Linked DNA regions of Mus musculus: all the other regions are linked to region 2. A link is a contact called in public HiChIP or PLAC-seq and promoter capture Hi-C data. All regions are on one chromosome and are shown on one strand. Each heading gives the region's core, a stretch centred on a gene start, on an enhancer-like site or on the middle of the called end of the contact. The rest is flanking DNA. Distances are from core to core; before and after follow the strand shown. Region 1 holds the start of Slc18a2 (solute carrier family 18 (vesicular monoamine), member 2). Region 2 holds the start of 1700019N19Rik (RIKEN cDNA 1700019N19 gene). Region 3 has its middle 23 kb from the start of 4930442E04Rik.

Region 1 (2,837 bases), core at 158-2,657, 470 kb after region 2:
TAACTCTTCAGAGCACAGTAATCTAGGAAATATCAGACTGGGGTTCCTGCGTCTGGCAAGAATGCTTACATGTCATAAATCACTGATTCTGTGGCTCAAGTCAGAGCCTTTGGGTTCGGAAACTCCAAAGCCAAGGGGCTAGGGCGCCAGCCCATGAATTCCATCTCTCCACAGCCACCTTAGTTTTCTGCCATCTGCTTTCTCCTCCTGAGTGGGTCCCTCTCCCTCCCTGTTTAATATTTAAGTTACACACATTCTGAGATATCAGAGACCCGTGTCACTGACCTACTTTTCCCATCCACACATCTTTTATCATGGGGGGAGGGTAACGGTGGGAAGCGCAGGGGGTCTCTCTCTAAAGAGAAGAGAATCAGAGAGAGCTGGGAGGAGCACACACCACAAGGCTGCTCCTAGCAGGCTCCTGCTGACAACAGGCGAGCATTAATAAAACAAGGCCAGACCCCTCTGCTGAGAGCCTGCGACAGTAACAGGGATGTTAAGTGGCTAAGAACACAGCTCTGACCCCTCTGACCCTATAGAAGGGCCTCAGAAAGCACTCCTCCGTGTGTGTGTGTGTGTGTGTGTGTGTGTGTGTGTGTGTGTGTCTACTGTCTATCACAGAAACATTCCTAATGGAAGATATTGTGCAGAGAAAGTCGGTTGCTCAGGTGTTCTGCCTCTTAACCAACTCATTCACACCCCAGACATAGTACAGAGGGCAGAAAGCTCCTTTAACAAGGCTTCATGGACACTTTGACACACACACACACACACACACACACACACACACACACACACACACACACGCTCTGTGCAGCAGAGTCAATCCCAAGCAGGATGCTCTCAACTCTGAGAGTCTTCACTCCCCCCTTCTGTTTCATCGTTGTCTCCTTTCACCTGTTTTCTTTCTCACCTGAAGGTGCCCAGAGCTTTAACCTCCCTGCTGCATTCTGACCCTGGATCAGTCTATATAGAGTGGGAAAAGGGAGTGAGGTGAGATGCAAGTGTCTGCCCTGGTTCCCAACGTTTTCCTGGGGCACACCCTACAGCCTTCATTCATGTCTTCTTGGGCCACTTTATGAACATGGCAGCTCAGAGGCCCACACAATTTCTTCTGAGCATTCTGGCCAGCCTGAGCATAGAAGAAAGCAACATTGCCTGCACACCTTGGCCTTGATTATCTTCAGGACCTTTGACTCCTTGTCCTGGGCTCCTGTGGCTGTGTTCTAGAGCCCCTGCGGCTTCCTTCTCAACTCCCCCTCCCCTCCTCCACTGCAGACGTCCCCAGAATCTGATAGGGTGGGCTCGTGACCGCAGCCCCAGCTGCGGCCCAGAGGCAGCTCTGGGTGGGCGGAGGCCAGTATCCTAGCTCCCCCCTCTCCGCCCCCTCTCAGCGCTGTCCGTGACGTCAGAGCCGGACTGGGTAAACTGAGCAGGGCTCTGGGGCGCTGGAGCATAGGAGACCTGGAGCAGCGGGGACGGACGCACGGACTGGGACCCGGGCAGTGTGGAGATATAACCCTGCAGGCAGTCGCAGGCGAGCCGAAGGTACGCGAGGTTGGGGAGGACAGAGAACCCTCGGGGATCCTCCACGGCAGCGGGCAGACTCCGGGGATCCCGGGACTCAGGGTGCGGCTGGGAAGGGCAGCGCCCCCGGGTACCCAGGTCTGGTCCCCGACGGCAATAGAGGCGTGCTCGCTCGTTGTGACTCTGAGACGCTATCCCAGTGCCTGAGGGGAGCGAGACACTCCCTGTCGTTCCCGGCTACCGCTGGTGGACGAAACTCCTTGTGCTCCGGGTGGCGCGGGACCCCTGACCGTCCCAGGCACTGATCGCACCTGCTCCCACAGCGAAGCAAAGCTATGGCCCTGAGCGATCTGGTGCTGCTGCGATGGCTGCGGGACAGCCGCCACTCGCGCAAGCTGATCCTGTTCATCGTGTTCCTCGCGCTGCTGCTAGACAACATGCTGCTCACCGTCGTAGGTACGTATGGCTCGGGAGTGCCAGCAACTAGCACTTCGTCCTTAGCACCTAGCACAGGTCCTCAGGAGCCCGTCCCTGGCACTGGGTCCCCAACACCTTGTCCTCATCATCTACAGCCCAGGTGACAGCATCCCCTGCCCAGCCCCAGGACCATGTACCTCCTCCCAGGAAGCCTGTCCTCCGCACCCCATCTCACTTTATCTGAGCAGCTCTGTCTGCCCAAAAAGTTGAAGAACGTGCTGTGTAGAGAACAAAACAAAAACCCATTCTTGAACACAAGCCCTCCTCGCCCCAACTCCTGGGAGCTGCAACTTGTGGGTTTGTTTTCCCTGGAGGTCAGGTCAGACCCTGTGACATCCGATAAGGCCCAGAAGTTGTGTTTCCTCCTGATAACTGAACTGCCTGCTTCCCTTTGTCCACTTGCACTGAGATGAAAAAGATTTCTGTCAAAATGAACCAGTGTGCTAAGCTGCTGCTGTCCCTTAGGACGTTCAGTGGCCAAACAGTTGGTAGACGGCTGAATGAGCAAGTCGCCATCTACCCCTGAGGTAAAGCACCCTACATCTAAGAGTATTTGTTCTAAGAGTATTTTTGTGATGGAACGGGGGGACTCAGGGACAGCACAAATCTCCCAAAATGACAGGTTAGACCAGATGGTTCAAAACCAGGCCTTTTAATCCTTCAAGCTGAAAGGTATTCCACATGTTCTTTTTGAAAACCAATTTTCAGTGAACAACAAAAAATATATTGGTTTTCCTCAGACCCCCAAACGTTGAGTCACTTGCCCCTCCTCACTTGCAGAGTCTGAGAGCATCTTACTGATGTCTTCAGCTCTGGAGAGTCAGCTGGGGGTC
Region 2 (2,700 bases), core at 15-2,514:
GTCAATATAAAGATGAGCAAGACCTAGGAGCCACCATGTAAGAAAGAGCTCGTGTATGGCTCATGAAACTGGCATGGGGAGAAACGATAAGCAGCTCATTTCCCCGCAGCACAGTCTTAATTCAGGCAGACTCTGGTTTTGGTAGCAACTTGTGTTGCTAAGCCCCTTTACTCTCAGAGTATCTGACAATGCCTGATGTCATAACTAGGGGGACAGGATGCTACTGGTATCTTGTGACTAGGTCCCTGTTCCACTTTATTCAGTGAATATGAGACAACCCCCCCCCCAAAAAAAAAACAACAAAGGCTTAGAGCTTAGAGCACAGTTGTCTTGGGGGTGGATCTGAAAACCAAAAAACCAAAAAACCCAAAAAAACAAAAAACTGGCATGGAATCCAAGGAGTGGAGGAATGGAGATAGTAGGAGCCTATTCTAATACTAGATACACTCACCAGGGATAATCAATGGTCTCCCACAAGGAGCCAAGGTTTGTCTGTGGATTCTGTAGTGCATCTATCCTGCCAAGCCAGTGCATCTCTTTAAAGTGATACTTTTGAGGCCACAGTCTTAATTAAGTAGAAAAGAGGGTGGGGGTCACAAGTCAGTTGTTGAAGCAGTCCAACACAATGGAGTGCAGCCAAGAGCAATGGAGGTGGGACACATTCAAGGACCACTTAACCTCTGGCACTGTGTACCTGACGCCCAGGAGGAGGCTGGGTTTAGACTCCCAGAACCGGCTGGGAACTCATGTCCAGCTCAACACAGATCACTACTAGCCAAGTTCTCAGAACCTTTACAGGCAAAAAGCAGAGAATCCTCCCAACAGATCCATAACACAAATACTGCCCTACTGTTAACACCCATTTCCAGGTAATGATTAATAAAGACAACAGACACTTATAGAAAACTAGCTATGGGTCATAACTGAAGGGAACTGTATTCTTATTTATACTCTACAGTGTCATAGGGCTGTCTATTGAGGGAAAACACGGAGCATAGAGATATGTTGTTTCAACGCTTTGGATGGGGGCACGAGGGCGGAGCAAGGGCTGCTAAATTCCCAGGGGCAGGAAGTGCTGAATGACTGTGGCCCTTGGGTGGTTAGAAACAAGCCATCCTGTAAGAGACAGGGGCAGGGAGGCACTTGGAGGGCTTCGGAAGAAAGGCAGGACAGGGACCAGGAGAAGAAAGGACCCTTCTCCATTCACTTCCCACGGGGCCCCTGCTCTCACCTCCGCTGGCTTGAGCATCCCCAGGGAACCAGGCGGCTCTGCCTGCCCACAGGCTCTTCCAGACCTTTGTGAGATCACCCTGGCTGGGCGGGGCAGATGCTGGATTCATACGGGGTATTTGTAGCTGGCCCCGCCCCTTACATGAAAACCAGGGGTCAGGATGACATTGGAACAAGAACTACAGGCACTTGGTAAACCCAGTAAACTTAGCCGCTAATCTCTCAGCAGCCAGCGGAAGTCCAGATGTTTGCCCGGTCCATGTTTGTTCTGGGAGTTGTTGCCTCTAACAAGCTGTAGCTTGAGCTCCTCATTCCCACCGGGGGTGGGGGTGGGGTGGGGTAGGGGGGTGATGGTGGGGGGTGGGGAAGGCAGGGCCAGGCCGGCCGGCCAGTGTAGACACAAAAGAGGATCCTTGCGTGAAATCTACATCCCCACCTGCACCCCATTTTCCCTCAAAGTTGGGACAGTGGTCTCTAACCTCACCCCTACCTCCCCACCCCCGCCCCTGCCATCTGAGGGCCAGCAATAGGCAGGAGGCAGTTTGGGAAATAAAGGCCACCGTGTCTATTTGGTTTCCGAACAGGCTCTTTCCTCAGTCCCCTTGCACACACTTTTCTCTATCTGGAGAGCTATCTATCTGGGGTTGTTTCTGGTGTGTGTCCCCCGTCCCCCCCCTTCCCCCCGCAAGGTCCCTGGACACAAAAGGCCTTAACAAAGTGAAGGCGTGCCCGAGGAAGTTGTCTGACTTGCGGCAGTGGCCCGGGCCATCATTTCATTTTGACCGACTCTCAATATGATGCCGTGTGAGCCAATTAGGGTATGGGTGGCCTTACAGCTCTGCCTGGCTGTTGGCTCGACAGAAGCCGAAGGGCTTTCAGTGCCCGTCTAATGCTCATTAGTGTGTTTCCCTGGCGAGTACAGGACCATACCTCTCCTGGACACTGAACTTTAGATCAAGCCAGGTAGAGCTAACCATCTTTTCACTCCCTTGGACTGGTGGGACCGCACTTCATGCCATCTGACACCTCTAGGGCCAATTAAGGATGCGCTTCAGAGGCAGAGCCTGGAAGGAAGCCAAGGATTTATGACAGCTAGCCTCAGCCTGCAGGGATGCCCTGAAGGCAGGCACCACCAAGGCCTTAGACACTTAGTGATTTCCCTCAACTCATTCTGCCCTTCCCTTCTCTACAGCTAAACCACTTCCTTCCCATTTGGAGGAGACAGGACTCTGGACATCCATGGAGCTCTGGTTCCGAGCAAAGGGCGGGTTGTCAGTAAAGCTTGTGCCACTGAGAAAGGAGGTGAGCCAGGAATGATCCCCCTACAAATCCACCTACACCCCAAATGAGAAAAACGATTCTAGGCCGTGTGAAATTGAGAGGTTTACTTTATTAGAATCTGTGAAGACAAGAGTTTGCAGACACAATGCTGTCTAGTTGTGAACTGCTGCAGAATTCTGTGACGTTTGG
Region 3 (2,789 bases), core at 58-2,557, 400 kb after region 2:
CACAACTTCAGAGACTGTTTTTTCTTAAAAAAAAAAAAAAAAAAAAAAAAAGAACAAAATTTCAGTCACTTTAATACACACTTTAAGGGTGATTTATGATAACTGTAGCCTGCAGTGACTAAGGCTATACTGAATGTTCAGAGCTGAAACATTCAGTCTGTTGTATTCAGGGAAAGTTCTCTCTACAATTTTGGGGGAAAAAATTTAAAAAACGCGGAAGCAATTGTCAAATCTCTTTCACCTGTGCAATATCTTTTTTGTTGTTGTTGTTGTTGATAAATGTGTCCAATTACATGGCTAGGGTTCAGATGCCCACAAACAGTTTCATTTTTGATGGTTCGGTAGCTGTAATTCCAGGCTGCTATTTCACTGTATTGGAAGGCACGTGGTTATCTTTGCTCCTTTCTTCTTCCTCACGCTTAAACCAGCCCCCCCCCCACCCAAAAAAAAACACATCAAGAAACCAAATAATCCGGGAAAACAAGAGGCACCGTTTGTATTCTAAAGGCTGAAATCCTCGACATAAGTAAAGGGACGATTCTGACACTTGGCGGTAACCTCCCAGATTCAGGTCTTGCATCTGTGAAATGGGCTTGGGCTGGGGGCTTCACGGCAGGACGTTGTCCCCAGGTATCAACAACTCATTGTCTCCTGACTTTCGGGTGTTTGAAAGCTCTTGGGCCTTTTTGGGGGAAGCAGGTCCAAACCCTTCCCGGGCCAATTTGCCTTCTAGAAGCCACAGGGGACACACACACACACACACACACACACACACACACACACACACACGGTGCGTCTGGCATTTTGGTTTATTGCCTTTACAAAGGTTTTTGGAGGTCATCTCAGACTTAAACTAAAGAGTGGGGGCGGGGGGGGATGCAAAGTGAAAGGGGAAAGGATCGGGGGAAGGGGGCGAGAGAGGGAAGCTGCAGGGTTGACACCAAGAGAAGGAAAGAAAATAACCCAGAAAAGAATCGTGCCGCTGGAAAAACTGGGGGAGGAAAAGAGCGGAAGGTATTGCTTCGGGAGGCACCCGAGCCGCGGGGCTTATAGAGGGACTGGGCCTGAAACTCGGCCACGTCCTCCCGGCCCTGCTCCGAGTGTCCCCGGTCAGGGAAGGTAAGAGCCGACCCAGACTCATCTAGAGACGGAGCAGAGGAAGTCGCAGCCCGGGGCTCGTCCGGGCGAGTCAGGGTGGGCACATTTCTCCCGTAGTAGCATTTGCGGGGGACGGAGGAAGTAGTTGGGGGCAGGGGGCGATAGTGCCACCCGGAGCCTCGCGGAGTCCCCGGTGTTCGGCTGGAAGCTCCTGTCCCAAGTACTGCTCTGCGCTCTGCATTAGGCAGCGGCCGAGTTGGGAGCACACCCGTAGGGGCCCGCGAGGTTTTTCCTTGTCTCTTGGGCGACGACCTTCGGGAGATAGTCAAAAAGCTGGTGACCCGCGCACTGACAAGATCTCCGAGTCTCCACCTGAATCCTGATGGCCTAGGGACCTTACCTCGGCGACTGGCCCAGCCTCAGAACTCCTTCAAGCCTTTCTCTCCTAGTACAGGGACCTCAAACTCCGGAACTCCCGAGATGGAGCAAAAAGACACTACCTACGCATTCCCGCGCCAGAGGAGGGTCCCTGGGGGGGCGCTCTCCAGATCCTAGGGGCGAGGGTTACCTTCCCAGCACCTTGCGAGGGTGGGTACCAGTCTGGGCCCCATAACACCGTCACTGCTACTTGTAATTTCTTCGCTTTGCCCCTCCCTTTGGAGAAAGAGGCAGTTTTACCCAAAGGTAGCGCTGGGTGAGCCGTGGGTTTGAGAGTTAAAGAGGGTCTTCTGTCTCAGAGGAACTTCTTAGCACCAAAATATCTCCAGGCCAACATTTTTTTTTAAACCACAAATTGATTATTTTGAGATCTCTCTCTCTCTCTCTCTCTCTCTCTCTCTCTCTCTCTCTCTCTCTCTCCTCTCTCCACATTGATACACTGATGATCCTTCAGTGGTAGAGAGGGGAAGTGTTTTTTCTGGGTTAGTGTCTTCTTTGCCTCCTTTCATCCTCCAAAGTCCAAGAGCAGTCAAACGAAATGTGTTTTGTTTTGTTTTTGTTTGGTTGTTTTTTTTTTTTTCCTAACTCTTGCGATAAAATTCAATGCTCCTGTCTGGACAGTTCACATCCAAGAAGGCTTGTGTGTGTCCAGCTCTGTGTAGCCAGCTACTTGAACGCTTTCTCCGAAGATTATGGTGACAACAGGGTGACAAGAACCAGGGAACTAACAGCTCTTGAGTAGTCATTTGTACCAACCTGTACTTGGAGGTGAGACATGTATGTACACAACCTTTTCCGCTCCACTTTTAATTTTTGTCAGAGGAGGTCAGAATTGGCAGATTAAAAAAAAAGATATTATTTGCAGAGTTATGAATGTCCCCACAGAAACTATTTCTATCAGACCACTAGTTGTGACAGGGTTAGGAAACCAGTTTAAACTGTTAATCGGCCACAAAAAGGGCCTCAGATCGACGCCTTTCATTGTAAGGCTGTAAAAGCTAAGCTGTACATCGGGAAGAAATTAGACAGCGGCAAAACCATTACCTTGACTTCCCACAATAAAGACAACCTTAAGAGGGGCTATTGATGGTTTCAAATTACATCACAGCAGTTTGTGGGTTCTTCCTCCGAGCTCATGGAATACAATTTTAAAATGTGGATTCTTCAAAGAGCAGTCGCCGGCATGGTATTCACACATGGACAGGCAGCTACCCTTTGATTTTATTTATTGCAAAGTGGAGGTGAAGAGAGGA

Evidence for each region. Promoter capture Hi-C pulls out the DNA fragments that hold promoters and counts their contacts. HiChIP or PLAC-seq counts read pairs in DNA pulled down with a chosen protein or histone mark.
Region 1: a promoter capture Hi-C map of embryonic stem cells shows a contact between it and region 2, with 5 times the contacts expected there. The contact joins the promoter of Slc18a2 here to the promoter of 1700019N19Rik in region 2. A contact is called at or near these places in 8 of 39 promoter capture datasets (cranial neural crest, embryonic stem cells, frontonasal cranial neural crest and 3 more) and 1 of 9 other capture datasets (embryonic stem cells).
Region 3: a contact with region 2 is called in an H3K4me3 HiChIP or PLAC-seq map of embryonic forebrain, with 4 times the contacts expected there. The contact joins the enhancer-like site here to the promoter of 1700019N19Rik in region 2. A contact is called at or near these places in 21 of 39 promoter capture datasets (the 3T3-L1 cell line, 3T3-L1-derived adipocytes, the C10 cell line and 13 more), 6 of 15 datasets of contacts at CTCF or cohesin (the NIH/3T3 cell line, embryonic stem cells, large pre-B cells and 2 more), 130 of 484 Hi-C or Micro-C datasets (the 3T3-L1 cell line, 3T3-L1-derived adipocytes, B cells and 68 more), 16 of 115 datasets of contacts at active chromatin or transcription factors (astrocytes, bone marrow-derived dendritic cells, cardiomyocytes and 11 more) and 4 of 9 other capture datasets (adipose tissue, embryonic stem cells, liver and 1 more).

Annotation. Positions count from the first base shown.
Region 1 is chr19:59,259,471-59,262,307 of GRCm38.p6, forward strand. Slc18a2 (solute carrier family 18 (vesicular monoamine), member 2) reads left to right here and starts at 1,408. Exons shown (of 16, transcript NM_172523.3): 1 at 1,408-1,548; 2 at 1,851-1,983. The coding sequence starts at 1,863.
Region 2 is chr19:58,793,150-58,795,849 of GRCm38.p6, forward strand. 1700019N19Rik (RIKEN cDNA 1700019N19 gene) reads right to left here and starts at 1,265. Exons shown (of 6, transcript NM_026208.2): 1 at 1,232-1,265. The coding sequence starts at 1,249. Gm41877 (a long non-coding RNA gene) reads left to right here and starts at 1,366. Exons shown (of 3, transcript XR_877967.3): 1 at 1,366-1,422; 2 at 2,423-2,532. Hspa12a (heat shock protein 12A) reads right to left here. Exons shown (of 12, transcript NM_175199.3): 12 at 2,602-2,700.
Region 3 is chr19:59,192,959-59,195,747 of GRCm38.p6, forward strand. No RefSeq gene overlaps it. Among named protein-coding and RNA genes, the nearest start is that of 4930442E04Rik, 23 kb to the left of the region's middle. Within about 2 kb of position 1,308, at least 18 of the 459 cell types and tissues checked have an H3K27ac peak or open chromatin away from gene starts, as enhancers often do. A contact at or near this core is called in astrocytes, embryonic forebrain and ganglionic eminence, where this site is marked.